Linked DNA regions of Mus musculus: region 2 is linked to region 1. A link is a contact called in public HiChIP or PLAC-seq data. All regions are on one chromosome and are shown on one strand. Each heading gives the region's core, a stretch centred on a gene start, on an enhancer-like site or on the middle of the called end of the contact. The rest is flanking DNA. Distances are from core to core; before and after follow the strand shown.

Region 1 (7,145 bases), core at 2,872-5,371:
ATCCATAGCACACGCAGACACCAAACCCAGTCACTATTGCAGATACCAAGAAGTGCTTGCTGACAGGAGCTTGATACAGCTGTCTCCTGAGAGGCTCTGCCAGATCTGGATCAATATAGATGTGGATGTTCACAGCCAAACATTGGGACTGAGCAAGGGGACCCCAATGGGGAAGTTAGGGCAAGGACTGTAGGAGCTGAAGGGGTTTGCAACCTCACAGGAAGAACAACAATATTAACCAACCAGCCCCCCAGCCCCTCAAAAAAAAAAAAAAAAAAAAACCCTCACAGCGACTAAACCATGATCCAAAGAGTACATAAAGGGTAGTCATGGCTCCAGCTGGATATGTAGCAGAGGTTTGTCTTATCTGGCATCACTAGGACGGGAGCCCCTTAGTCCAGTGGAGGACTGATGACCCAGGATAGGGGAACACTAGGCCAATGAGGCAGGAGTGGGTGGGTGGGTTGGGGAGCACCCTCATAGAGGCAAGGGGAGGGAGGGGGGATAGGGGGTTTATGGAGGGGAAACTGGGAAAGGGGATAACATTTGAAGTGTTAATGACTAAAATAACCAATAAAAAGATGAAAAAAAGAGAAATACTCCCTGGTAGAGGGAGTGAAATCAATAAGATACTATTTAACCTTGCCCCTGTGTGCAATGTTAGCTGCTGAGATCTACAACTTGACACACAAAGCTATGCACAATAGCCTGTGTCTCAAATTTTTGTGCTTGCTTAACTGTGTCAATGTGGATTTTACCTATCTGCATAGGATAGTCCCCTTAATTGAAAATTCAATATTCACTGGCTCAAGCTAACCTACCCAAATTTTACAACCACCAATCTGATCTGCTTTCATTCACATGCATGAATTAACACATGATAGGAAATTACAAAACCACTCACCCTGCCTAACTAAGGTTCTTCTTCAGAATGGTGCACTGACTCCCTTCCGCAGCAGTCTGCGATCTAGTTACTGCCTCCCCTGCTTCCCCTGCAGTGTACAGCAAACTGTTCCTCCTATTCTGGTCTGAAGACAAAAGCCATGCTCCACATGCAAACCCTTTTCCTGTTAGTGCAATGGTCATGACTCAAATGAGTGATTTTTTAAAACTCTGTTGTAACATAGCCATTTATCCTTAGAATTTAGGAAACTGAATCAAGCAAGGTCATTGCCCTGCGGATCAACTGACTAGGATCAAGGTGACCTGAGTCAACATAGCTTGACTCAGAAACATTTCTCGTTTACAAAAGACTGAAGATGCACCTGTCCTAGAACCTCTTCCCAGGGAAAAATCATCCCATACACAATTAAAGGATAATGAAAATCCCTTTCAAAATTGCATGCATTCAGCTCTGGCTAAGAGTAAAAGAGGAGCCATCCTAGAACAGATTCTGTATTCTACATACGCTATCACCCTTACGCCTCTTTAGGTTCAGGCCCCAGGTTATGTTTTGAACAATTTAAATATGAACTGGAGACTGCCAAGTCTAGCCACTTAGACAGACAGGAGATATACACAGTAAAAATATTCCCAGAATTATCCCTTAAGTACACCAGTGTCCTCAAACTACAGTGACAGGTCCTCAAAACTAAGTGACAGGGTGCCAAGTAGAAGGTTCCAGATAAAAAAGATAAGAAAAGTAGAAGATAGAAAATATAAAAGCTGGGGTGAGGAGGCCTTACACAAGCTGTTTTATACCAAGTAAGCTTCTTAGTAAGAACAGTATTTTCTATACTACTTCCAGGGGAAATGGGAGACTTCTTTGAAGTCAGCAGAAAATATCATACAAAGGACAAACTTAGGAGGAGTTTAATAAACAGGGCTGGACAGGGGAACACAAGGTCTTTCAAGAACAATATTGACCAAACCCACAGTAGCCATGGGACTGAGAGCCACAGCCCACTGTGGTGGGAAGAGCTGAAGCAACCTCTCCTGAAAGGCCCTGGCTCTAGACCACTACCAGCTCTCCCAAATATAGTCATGGCTTTAGAGAGTGTCTTACTTAGGGTTTTATTGCTGTGAACAGACACCATGACCAAGGCAATTCCTGTAAGAACAACACTTAATTGAGGCTGGCTTACAGACTCAGAGGTTCAGTCCATTATCAAGGCAGGAGCATAGCAGCATCCAGTCAGGCATGGTGCAGGAGGAGCTGCGAGTTCTACATCTTCATCTGAAGCTTGCTAGCAGAATACTGGCTTCCAGGCCGCTAGGATGGGGGTCTTAACCCCCAAACCCAGTGATACACCTACTCCAACAAGGCCACACCTACTCCAGGAGGACACCACCTTCTAAAAGTGCCACTCCCTGGGCTAAGCACAGTCAAACCATTACAGAGAAGGAGCTCTATTTTATTCTCAATAAATCAGGGCCTTAAGGAAAGCTGCCAAGTCCTAGGCCTCAGACTGTTACTAGCTCTGAATGCATGTTCCTGGGCCTGAGAAAAAGCTATGTCATTCTCCATACATGAGGGCTTCATGGAAAGCCTTGCTTTATCAGGACAGCCCTCAACACAACCAAGCCCTTTCCTTTCAAAGAGTTATCACCTAGCGTACTCTTGCCCATATGGCAGAACAAGAAGAAAATATACCTGTAGAGTACATCAGGTCTTTTTTTTTAATACAGTATTTCTTTCTTTCTTTTTTAAAGATTTACTTATTTGTTATTTATATGAGTACACTGTAGCTGTCTTCATGCATACCAGAAGAGGGCATCAGATCCCATTACAGATGGTTGTGAGTCACCATGTGGTTGCTGGGATTTGAACTCAGGACCTCTGGAAGAGCAGTCAGTGCTCTTAACCAGTTGGTTATGACCCTGTAATGCCCCCTGAGAGCAGCTTGATAGAGGCCTGTTTTTAGACCTAGTGGCTGGTTGTAAATCAGGGGAGTGTCCTTTGTTATGGTTTGGAACCATATTTCAGGACAATCCTAGTCAACAAACATGTGTATCCTAGCATCTTAATCTCTAACAGGTCTGGTTAGCATACTACTTCTCTGTAGGAAGTCTTAGCTTGATAGCCGGGCGGTGGTGGCTCACGCCTTTAATACCAGCACTTAGGAGGTAGAGGCAGGCAGATTTCTGAGTTCGAGGCCAGCCTGGTCTACAAAGTGAGTTCCAGGACAGCCAGAGCTACACAGAGAAACCCTGTCTCGAAAAAGCAAAGAAAAAAAAATTATTTGATATCACTTACTCTTTCTAAGCACTGGTAACTACTTCACATCATCTTCTACATTACAGCTAGATATTGGAGTGCTGCTACACAGCACTTGAGATACCTTGTACAACCTCCACAAGATTAACTCCAAATGGATCTTACACCTAAATGTTAAATGCTAAGAACTTGTAGAAGACACTAGAGAAACTAGGGCTATCCAAGTTTGTCTTCCTGCCAAGGATGTTTCTACACAGAAGACCCTGCTTCAAATGCACTGATCCAGCCTCCAAAGTGAAGTAATTCTGAGGCCACCACGAGGTCCAGGGAGTGACTAGAGACCAGAGGGGGTGCAACAGGCTGCCGCTTCCCACTCAGCCCCAGGAAGGACCTACCACTCCAGCTCCCAGCTGCTCAGTCGCCTGCTTCTCCCCTTTGCAGACTATGACCTTGCGCTCACAATATCAAGATTTTGGATCTTGTCTGATTTCCCCTCACAGCATCCAGCAGCAGCACACAGAGCACAGCACACCAGATCAGTCAAACCTGCTCAGCTACAGAACGGAACCTGCAGCAGGGCACCCCGGGGGAGCTGGGGGGGGGGGGGAGACCCTCCTCCTCTTCTGACTGGCAGGTGTGCCTGCAGGCCCTGATTGACCAACAAGTCTTGAACATCTTGAGTACCTCCGTTAGGGTTGGAGCGTGCTGAAGTGTCCAGGGCCAGACCATTTCCAGATATACAAAGATCCGCATTTCCAAAGTCCTTGTGCCTTCCCACCCAGCCTCTGGGGAGGACCCACCACTCTCACTCCGGCTGCTCTTCCCCTTGCCGTGGGGAAGTGACCCTGCTCTCACCATGCCGTGACTGCAGAGCTTGCCTGAGCTCTCCTAGCCGCACCAAACAGCAGTACACAGAGCACGTCACACGGAACCGTTCGAGCTTCTCAGCGGCGGAGCTGGACTTGCAGTATGGCACCCGGAAGAACCCGCCTCTTCTGACTGAGAGGCCTTCCTGGAGAACCTGATTGGCCAATGAGTCTTGAGTGACAGGAACACATCCCTTTGGGTTAGAGTGTGTTAAAGAGACAGAGCATAGTGGTTCCTGGGCCAGGCTTCCACGCCGAGGACCGACCTTTCCCAGATATGCAGAGATTCGCATTTCAATAGCACTTTTTCTTGTCCTCCAATAGCTACCACAGCCAGCCCTTAGGGAGGCCCTGCCACGGACCACCCCAGTCGGGTATGAGGGTTCCTGGGAAGAGGATCCTCGAAGGCTAGGTGGGTAAGGATTTGGCGGTGACAAAACAAACACAGAGGCAGTTTGAATCTGAATATATTTTGCAGTCCTCATGCAAGGGTTTTTATGCATAAAGAAACAAATATTACAACTCTGAGCAGATGTGTTCAGTGAAGCAGTCAGATAGAACATATATCATCATAGTCATTTGGCACAATAAAATACAGAATCATCCAAGAATTACAACTTCTCAAAAAGTGTGTTCATTGACGCAATCACGGATAGAACAGGTAATGAAAGAACTCAGTGGGGAAACCCCCACTCAGCTCCCGATTCGGCGTGCACCCAAGAATCGCGAATAGAACACAACACCTTGATGTAACAACAAGAGGTTTTTTAATGGCGGAGCTCCGGGTCGAAACGTATCTCACACAACAGGAGACAGTGGATTCGACCACGAGGCTTGGAAGCTAGGGGTTTTTATAGAAAAGGAGTGGGGCTGGGGGAGGAATTGGCGCGGTTTCACATGATTGGTCCATTTAAACATCAGCAGCCTGTAACATTTAACTTAGGTCAGAGGGGTGGGAGCTAGGGAGGCGATGGGCTTGCCCGGGCATGTCCTGGTCTGTTCTGCTGTGTTCTCAGCCCCAGGTTTCAAAGCTCACAAACAACTCTTTGGGCTATTTAACATACATTACATGAATTACAGTTTTATTTCCTTTCAGTAACATCATTGTTATTTGGCACAATAAAAATCATCTAAGGCTAGTGGCAAATTTCCAAGAAGAAATTAATACATTTTTAAGGTCAGTTATTGTTTAACATTTAGTACCTGATTTTTTGTAAATCTTCAAAGCATAAATTTAAACTATTTTAATTCTTTTTATTTAAAGGCTTCCTTAAACAATTTACCAAAGCCTACTTCCGATGATGTAAGACCCCGAGCAGTGACAGTAGGGGGCTTTTAACAGCTAGCTGAGGAATTGGGAGGAGTTTGGAGGAGAGTTGAGAGGAGTTGGGAGGAGATAGGAAGAGTTGGGAGGAGTTGGGAAGAGTTGGGAAGAGTTGGGAGGAGAGTTGGCTACAACTCTTTAGCCTCCTCTCTGGTGTCTATCTCCATGTCCTTGTAGGTCTTCCTACAATTATCGCATCTCTGGCTGTAAGGCACAGAAACAAAAAGGCTTTTGGCTGGCTATAGAGAACAAAGAGCTTCTTTCTGGCTGTATTTTTAGAGATCAGGGAAAACAAGCTTGGGGAACGTCCAGGGGCTTTACCTTCTAGGGAGAAACTCTCTAAGTCGGGTCTCACATTGACACTCATGCAGCCCTATAGTTTTATTGTTAGGAAAGTTTTTATTTATCAATACTATCTTGTAAGTGATTTATAAAGTGAAACACTGGTTTTCCTGGAGATATAAGGTCATGGCTAGTGACCCCCATCTTAAGGAATGGTTTCTTACCTGTTATTCTCGCTTAAGATCATAACTTAGGCTGTCAGGAACATCTCGTAAATAAGAAAAAGAATAAAAAAAGACAAAACAGATAAATTGCCATGAGAACTACGGCTCAATATTTGTTCTGGCCAAGAGTTCCACAACCTGTTCTAGGAGGGCTCCTTTTTTTGAAGTTTTTACTTCTGTCTGTGGAACTTGTCACACAGATTCTATTGTGGTTGGTGTGGAACAGTGGCACTTTTTCTTGTCTTTCAATAGCTACCACAACCAGCCCTAGGGAGGCCCTACCACTCCATCTCCTTGCTGCTCAGCTGCCTGCTCCTCCTCTTTATGGGCCTTGACCCTGCTCTCACCTCCACTGTGACTTCAGAGCTTGCCTGGGCTCCCCTCACAGCACTCAATAGACACAGCCCTTTTTTTCCTCCTGGAATCAAGGTGTATAGCTTGCTTAGCCTATTACTCAACTCACAGTGGAGTTATCAGTCTGTCCCACAATTGGAAGGGTGCTCAGAATATTAAGCATTAATGAGAGATTTTAGGGAACAAGATTTTGGTTTTGTAGCTTCATGCTAGGTTCAGCTACTTTAACCTGTGGGGAATAAGACAAAACTTGAAGAAAAACAGGAAACAGATGACAAACACTGTGGAGCACTACTGTGAGTGAGCATATCTTCCTCAGTGGGAAGGTGAAAAACAAAAACAAAAACAAAACCCCACAGCTGTCTTAGTCTAGGATGTCCAGATGAACAAAATCGATAGATTGAGTCTACATATGTAGAAGTATTTGTATACCCACAGAAAGTTGAAGAATACACTAGTGGTTCAGTCCATGTGGCTGAATGTGTCAGTGGTCTTCAATAGGTAACATAATCCTCAAGAAGCAGGCTCTAATGCCATTAAAAAATGAACTTGCTATCCAGAGGTAGGGAAAGCGAAAGAGAAAGAACTAACATCTTCAATGTTCTTCATATATGTAGGCTGCCACCAGAAGCTTTGGCCTAGGTTAAAACTGGATCGTGTCACCTCAAAAGAATCAGATTAAAGAAGGGTTTTCCCCAAATCCCCTCAGTACCCAACTCTTTGGGTTTTAGTTAACTCCAGATGTAGTCATGTAGACTAAGAATAATAGCCATCACAACAGCCAAGACAGAGGAACTGAGATAATTTCCACTCTGCCTCCTTCCCATGGTAGTCCAGGAAAGCATGAGAGTCATTCCAAAGCAGTGATTTTATTCAACAAAGGAAATGTTGCCATTTACTTAGGAAGTCTGGATATGATATGTTTGCCTAGTCGTAAG
Region 2 (7,145 bases), core at 1,432-3,931, 200 kb after region 1:
CCATTAGAACTGATTCTGAGCCACCATCTCATGGCTGCTGGGAATTGACTCAATACCTCTGGAAGAGCAACCAGTGCTCTTAAGAGCTGAACTATCTCTCCAGGCACATTTTTAAAATAACTTTTTGTTTGTTTGTATTTTTGAGACAAAGTTTCTCTGTGTTGCCCTGGCTGTCCTAGAACTCATTCTGTGCATCAGGCTGGCCTTGAACTCAGAGATCTGCCTGCATCTGCCTCTCAAGTGCTGCAATTAAAGGCATGTGCCACCAGAACCCAGGAAAGGTTTACTGGTTTATTTGTATGTGTATGTGTATTTTGCCTGCATGTATATCTGTGTTCCACATGTACACACACCAGAAGAAAGTGTTGGATTGTAGTTACAGATGGTTTGTGAGCCACCGTGTGTTAGAAGTCAAACTCAGGACCTTTGTAAGAACAACAATGGCACTTAACCACTGTGGTGGTTTGAATATGTTTGGCCCATGGAAAATGGCACTATTAGAATGTATAGCCCTATTAGAGGAGGTGGGTAGAGCCTTGTTAGATGAAGTATGTCACTTTGTAGCAGGCTTTGAGGCTGCTATGCTCAAGTTCTGTAGAATGTGACCCTCCTCCTGGCTGCCTGTAGAAGACAGTCTCTTCCTGGATACATTTGGATCAAGAATTTGGATCAAGATGTAGATCTCTCGGCTCTTTGAGCACCATGTCTGCCTGCATGCTGCCATGGTTCCCACCATGATGATAATGGACTAAACATCTGAAATTGTAAGCCAGCCCCAGTTAAATGTTGTCCTTCATAAAATTTGCTTTGGTCATGATGTCTCTTCATAGCGATAAAACCCAAACTAAGATACTAAGATAACTACTGAACCATCTCTTTAGCCCGCATAGATTTATATACATATATGTGTGTGTGTGTGTGTGTGTATTTTATATATATATATATATATATATATATATATATATATATATATATATATAAAACAGATAATTATGAGCTGCCTTGTGAGTGCTGGAAGTTGAACCCTAGTTCTCTGCAAAAGCAGGAGTGCTCTCAAGCACCAGGCCAACTTTCCAGTCCCTCATAAGCATGCTTTAGACATCCTTTGGGATTTATTTTTGTCATTTTCGATTTGTGTGGAAAGACTCATGCACACACAGATGCAAGTAGGCCAGAAAAAAGAGATAGAATCACAGGTTATCATGAGCTCCTTAAAGTGGGTGCTTAGAACCAAACTCAGAACTAGGGCAAAAGCAGCCGCTGCTCTTAACGCCAGAGCATCTCTCCAGCTCCTAGATACCACGTTAGGAAGGAAGGAAGGAAGGAAGGAAGGACGGACGGACGGACGGACAAGCTGACAACTTAAACTTTTTAAACGTATATTTGGGTGGTATGCTCACACTATAGCATCTGTGTGAAGGTCAGAAGACAACTTGAAGGAATCAGTTCTCCCTTCCACTATGTGAGTCTCAGGCAGGTCATCAGGCTATATGTAAGTGTATTTACCTGCCAAGAGATCTCACACAGCCTAAAATGATATTTTGGTTTCTTATCCCAATGTATACAAATATCATCATTTTCATTTCCAGTTGATTTGTGTATTCATATGTGTGTGCACCTGTGTGTGAATACTGGGGAAGGAGGGACCAGAAACATGCGTTAGGTGTCTTTCTCAATTGTTCATGCTATGTTTTTGGAAAGATCTCTCATTGACCTGGAGCTCCTTGAGTTTTCTAGGCTGGCTGGTTGGCAAGACCCAAGGATTTGCTCCTCTGTATTTCCCTATTGCTGCTCCACAATAGGAAGTCCATGCCTAGGACTTCAGAGCTGGTCAAAATCCCAGAACTTCAGAGGTCATAAGCCCTAGGAGGGGGCCTGCTGCTGCTCTTTTACAAAATGGGTGTGTTGTCAAATTGCCTTCTAAATGTTTCTGTGTATGCATATATATTAGTCCTGCTCTTAGCCTCTTTCTGCAGCAGGCACCAGGTAATGCAGAGACCCCTGACTGATCAAGGTTGAGAATAAATGACTTTTGAATGCTTAACCCTGAATGAGACATCTATATCAATCTCACTGAGACTCAGGGAACATTGCAGAAGTGGTATCAGAAACAATGGAAGAACTGGAGGATGTGGAGGGCCACTGTGAAATGCTGTCTTCTGGATGTGGTGTGGTCATTGCACTCATGAACTCACCACAGGTATTGTTATGTTTTATAAAAAAGAAAAGGAAGAAAAAACCAGGAATATGTACAGTAAGGTGGAAAGGGGTGTCTTTGTGGGCCCATACTGAGGCATCCCTTTCCCCTGAGGGACCAGTCACTTGAACTATAGTATGGAAAAGAGCTTATTTAGGGCATGGGGAGGGGAGGGGAGGGAGTAGAGACAGAGAAAGGCAGAGAGAAGTGGGAGAGAAAGAGGGAGAAAGAGGGGGAGGAAGAGAGGAGGGGAGAGAGAGAGAGAGAGAGAGAGAGAGAGAGAGAGAGAGAGAGAGAGGCCAGCCAGCCATGGGGGGGGGGAGTTATGGGAAGAGAAGGGACAGAGAGAGTAAGAGAGTGAGGAGGAGGAGGAGGCGGCAAACAGCCCCTTTTATAGTGAGTCAGGCATACTTAGCTGTTGCCAGGTAACTATGGGGCAGAGCCTAGAAGGAATGCAAACGCGTATGGTTACTTGCACAAGACCTGTACAGGCTCAAGCCAAGATCAGCCGACATTCCCACAGGCAGCTAATTATACTCAGTGGATTATTTCTAAAAGAAAGGAGAAAAAAAAAGGAGGTGGAGAGTGTGAGGAAGGGGCATGTTGGAGTGTGTCTGAGGACTTTAGACAGATGCATTATATGTGTGTGTGAAATTGCCAGAGAATAAATAAAAGATTGTTTAAAGGGGAAAGGAAGAGAGAGAGAAGGAGAGAGGGAGAGAGAGGCAAGAGCCAGTGAAATAGCTTAGCAGGTAAACCAGCTGCCAACGCAGAGAACCTGTGTTCAATCACCAGGAACAAACAACAAACATGGTAAACAACAGAACCAATCCCTACAAGTTGCCCTCTGACCTCCATATGAGTACATGATGATATGTGGGTGTGCATGCATGCGCACGTGCGCATGCAAGAGCGCGCACACACACACACAGTCACACACAAACACACACACACATATGAATAAATACATGTAAATTTAAGTTGGGGGGCAGTGAGGCACATAATCTAGGCCAAGACTTGGAGTGCCCTCTATTGACAGACTCTCTGAATTGCAGTACTTGACACCTTGCCACCTGTGTCTTCCAACTTTGATCTGATCCTCCTGACTTCAGAATATGACCACACTCCCAGCTTTCCTGGCCCATCTCTGTCTGTCCCATTCCATTCTCCTCCAGCCACTGTCACTCATTTCTCCCATCCGTATCAGACTTGCTCAGATTCATTCATTCACTCAGTCTGACTCAGTGCGTGCTACTGAGTACTGAGGTTGTCTGAGAGTCATTTTGTCATGCTGGGACTTCTGAGTTTTTCAGTTTGCATTTAATCGATTCTGTACTTGGGCCTTAGTTTTTTACAACTGACCTTGAGCTGTGCACTTTACATATAGGGACTTGCAACAATGAATGTGAAACACTTGGCACACATGGTAGATGTTGCATATATGTTTACCTAACTAGTAAACTCCAGATTTGGGGCAGGGTAGGACGCTGACAAGCAGATTCTCAGTGAGCACGAATGACCACAGGAAGAGAGGCTGAGCAGGCACATATGACATCACTTACGTAGGTGCAAGGTCTTCTGTCTTCCAGGAAAGCTAACTCACACCCAGCCTGTTGGTCCTTCCTAGTCTGCAGAAAACAACCCTGTGGTCACACCCAACATAAAGTCCTGAGCCGCTCCCCAGTGTTTTAACACAGCCTGGGAAATATCCATTCCAGAGCCCTTCTTCACGTTCTCACAGAGGGCTTGGAATGTGTAAAACCCAATAGAGGTGGGTAGAATGTTGAGGTAGCCTTGCTTGTCATCTGGGTGTGACGCATCAGTTGTGTTTCTTTTAAAATCTTTTTGTTTTGTTTTGTTTTTGTTTTTGTTTTTTTTTTGCTTTTTGAGACAAGTTTTCTGTGTGTAGCCCTAGCTGTCCTGAACTCACTCTGCAGTCCAGGCTAGCCTCAAAGTTAGAGATCTGCCTACCTCTTCCTCCTGAGTGCATGGGTTAAAGGAGTGTGCTACAACCTCCTGTTTGGTTGTACTCTTTAACCCTTAGCATCTAAGACTATCCACACAAGATTGGGCCCATTAACCTCCTACCATGTAAATCAGGGAGCGTTCACAAGTCTCTGCCCCTCCCTAAAAATCTATAAACAGACAGTTCATGGTTGCTAGGAAAGTAGAGATATTTCCTTCAGTAGGCTAGCCACTGGTAAGGAAGCTTTTGCTGTCCATTTCCCCATGACAATGGACTGTACCTTTCTGGAACAGTAGGCCAAAATGAATCCTTCCTCACTGAATCTGTTCTCTCAGGGTGTTTCTAAGTCTGCAACAAGAAAGGAGCATGGTTTTTGGCATGAGAAGTGCCTCCATAGGCTCATGTGTTTGAACCCTTTGTCCCCTGCGGTTGGCTCTGTTTGGGAGTTTATGCAATCTCTAGGACATAGAGTCTCATTGAGGATTAAGATCATGCAGGGATTAAGGCACTGAAATCAAGCTTTGACACTTAGCCTTGACCCACTTCAAGGTCTTATTTCCTGTTCCCTGTGTGCTGTGGAGATGTGATATTTCAACTTTCTGCTGCCGTGCCTTCCCCACTTTTATGGACATCTAGCCTGCTTGAATGTTGTTTTTGTCATAGCGTTTTATCATAGACACACACACCAAAAAAAATAGAACAGTAATTAAGACACAGACTGAGCCATTTGCCCAAGCTCCGGACACTGGAATATCAGGAGGACACGTCTAAAACCAGAAGAAGAAAGAGTTCTGGTGTGTGTCCTCACTTCCAATCTCAGTCCTCACCCTGGTTGTGGAATATGGGTGATGTCAAGGATATCTTAGAGCCTCAGTTTCATCATCTGGGTAATAAATGTCAGCAAAGCCTCAGGAACATATTGTGAGAGTTAAAATGTACACACAAAAGGGAGGTGGGGTGTACTTCCATAGGTGTATTTCCATAGGTGAACAGGATTTCATGGGGGTCAGCTGCATTCCCTGCCTTATCTCCTCCTCATAGCCTTCCCCAGGTCCTCATTCACACTCATTCCCAGGCATCAAGCCAAACTTATCCAGCCATGTGCTCCAGTTTCCCTTCCACCGGCTGTTCCCCGGGTGCAGACAAAGAAAGCCCTGTCCCTAGCCACCCACCCCAGCAGGCCCGGCACACTCTATAAACTTGACTGTAAGTATCCACCCTCCCCCACCCACCATGTCACTATTATTGGACTTATTGGAGTCACAGCTTGGACCCTAAGATTGTCAGTTCCTAGATAAGCCAATTAAAATGGCCAAATTAAAAGGAAAGTGGGAGAGGGTAGATTTATTCAATGTTGACCACATTGGGAAGACAGACGAAGGGATACAATGATCCCCTTGCTCCCAAAGTCCATCTCTGGGATTCTCAAGAGGTTACAGTTTAAGTAGAGGCCACAGCTATTCATGCCTAAGCAGTCTCCCATCGAGGTGTGGTCCTGTCCACCACTGACCAGTCAGTGTCTCTTCTGTAAGAGGTTTAGAAATCATAAATGTCTTTCCAGTTGAAAGCCTCTCCTCTCGCCCTGGTTTTAGGCTCTTCTCTCCTCCAAACATAAGAGACCCAAGGGAATTCCAGTTTTGTGGGGATCCATTGTTGCCACAATCTAGCGATCTAAGCCAGGGCTGCAAGTGTCTCTGCAAACTGTCTCCAGTTCAGCTTAAACAGTCAGTCAGAACACCCAGTCTCCAGCCTCAGCCTTAGGCTTTTGAGAACACCCTACCTACTCTTTCCAGATCCTTAGCTCTGGCTCACTCCCAGCGCTTGGGAGGCAGAGGCAGGTGGAGTTCTGAGTTTGAGGCCAGCCTGGTCTACAAAGTGAGTTCCAGGACAGCCAGGGCTGTACAGAGAAACCCTGTCTCGAAGAAAAAAAAAAAAATCCCTTCACTCTAGGCTTGCAGCTTTAAATCCTGTCCCTCAAAGGAGCCTCTGGGGATGCACAGAAATCAAAGGATGGGATCTATAGAAGTGTAAGCGATGGGCTGGGCTTAATGAGAATGACATGGGAGGGTGTGAAAGGGGGATCTCAGTGGTATGACATCATGACCTCAACCAGTAACAACATCACTATGAGAACAGGGAGAATGTGAAAACATTTGATGTCAAAAGGTGGTATGGGGCTGGTGAGATGGCTCAGCAGGTACGAGCACCCGACTGCTCTTCCGAAGGTCCTGAGTTCAAATCCCAGCAACCACATGGTGGCTTACAACCATCCGTAATGACATCTGACGCCCTCTTCTGGTGTGTCTGAAGACAGCTACAGTGTACTTACATATAATAAATAAATAAATAAATAAATAAATAAAGGTGGTATGGTGGTAGACATCTGTAATTCCAACCCTTGAGGGGATGAAGCAGGAAGATCAGAAGTTCAAGGTCATTCTCAGGTCCATAGGCCAATCTTGGTTATCAACTTGACTACATCTGGAGTCAAACCCCAAACATCTGGGCACGCCTTCGAGGGATTTTCTTAACTGAATAGCTTCAGTTGGGAAGACCCATGCTAAATCGAGGCCACACATTCTGGTAGCAGAAGCCCACCAACTGTTTATAGGATCCCAAATGGTCAGCCCTTGAAGCATATACATACAAATAGCACCATACAGAATGAGCAGGTGAAGGGTTGTGGGTCCTGCGTCCGCTCTGCCACAGGACTCCTCAGGATGCCGGGAGTTTACCCCACAACATCCCTTGGAGGCTGTTGGGCCATAGGGAAGTCCTGGGACACCACTAAGGGGGCGGAGGAGCACAGTCTGAGATGTGGGACCGCCAGAGCCATGGAGTTCCCAGGCTCTTGGACATCCAGGCACCGCTGGAAGTCACAGAAGATCTGAGAATGGAATCTGGGCCCAAGGGCTGGGCCTAGCCAGGGTAGAAGAGAGTCCCACCGGGAGAGTCCTTGGCTTGATGGCTGCAGGTTTGGGC

What was found. HiChIP or PLAC-seq counts read pairs in DNA pulled down with a chosen protein or histone mark.
Region 2: a contact with region 1 is called in an H3K4me3 HiChIP or PLAC-seq map of neural progenitor cells, with 6 times the contacts expected there. The contact joins the enhancer-like site here to the promoter of Zfp958 in region 1. A contact is called at or near these places in 1 of 15 datasets of contacts at CTCF or cohesin (stem cell-derived epiblast-like cells), 1 of 484 Hi-C or Micro-C datasets (nephron progenitors), 17 of 115 datasets of contacts at active chromatin or transcription factors (SST interneurons, craniofacial prominence, embryonic limb bud and 7 more) and 3 of 9 other capture datasets (adipose tissue, liver and pancreatic islet).

Annotation. Positions count from the first base shown.
Region 1 is chr8:4,610,146-4,617,290 of GRCm38.p6, reverse strand. Zfp958 (zinc finger protein 958) reads right to left here and starts at 4,121. Exons shown (of 4, transcript NM_145591.5): 1 at 4,013-4,121. The coding sequence starts at 4,015.
Region 2 is chr8:4,409,472-4,416,616 of GRCm38.p6, reverse strand. No RefSeq gene overlaps it. Among named protein-coding and RNA genes, the nearest start is that of Ccl25, 63 kb to the right of the region's middle. Within about 2 kb of position 2,681, at least 34 of the 459 cell types and tissues checked have an H3K27ac peak or open chromatin away from gene starts, as enhancers often do. A contact at or near this core is called in neural progenitor cells and stem cell-derived neural progenitor cells, where this site is marked.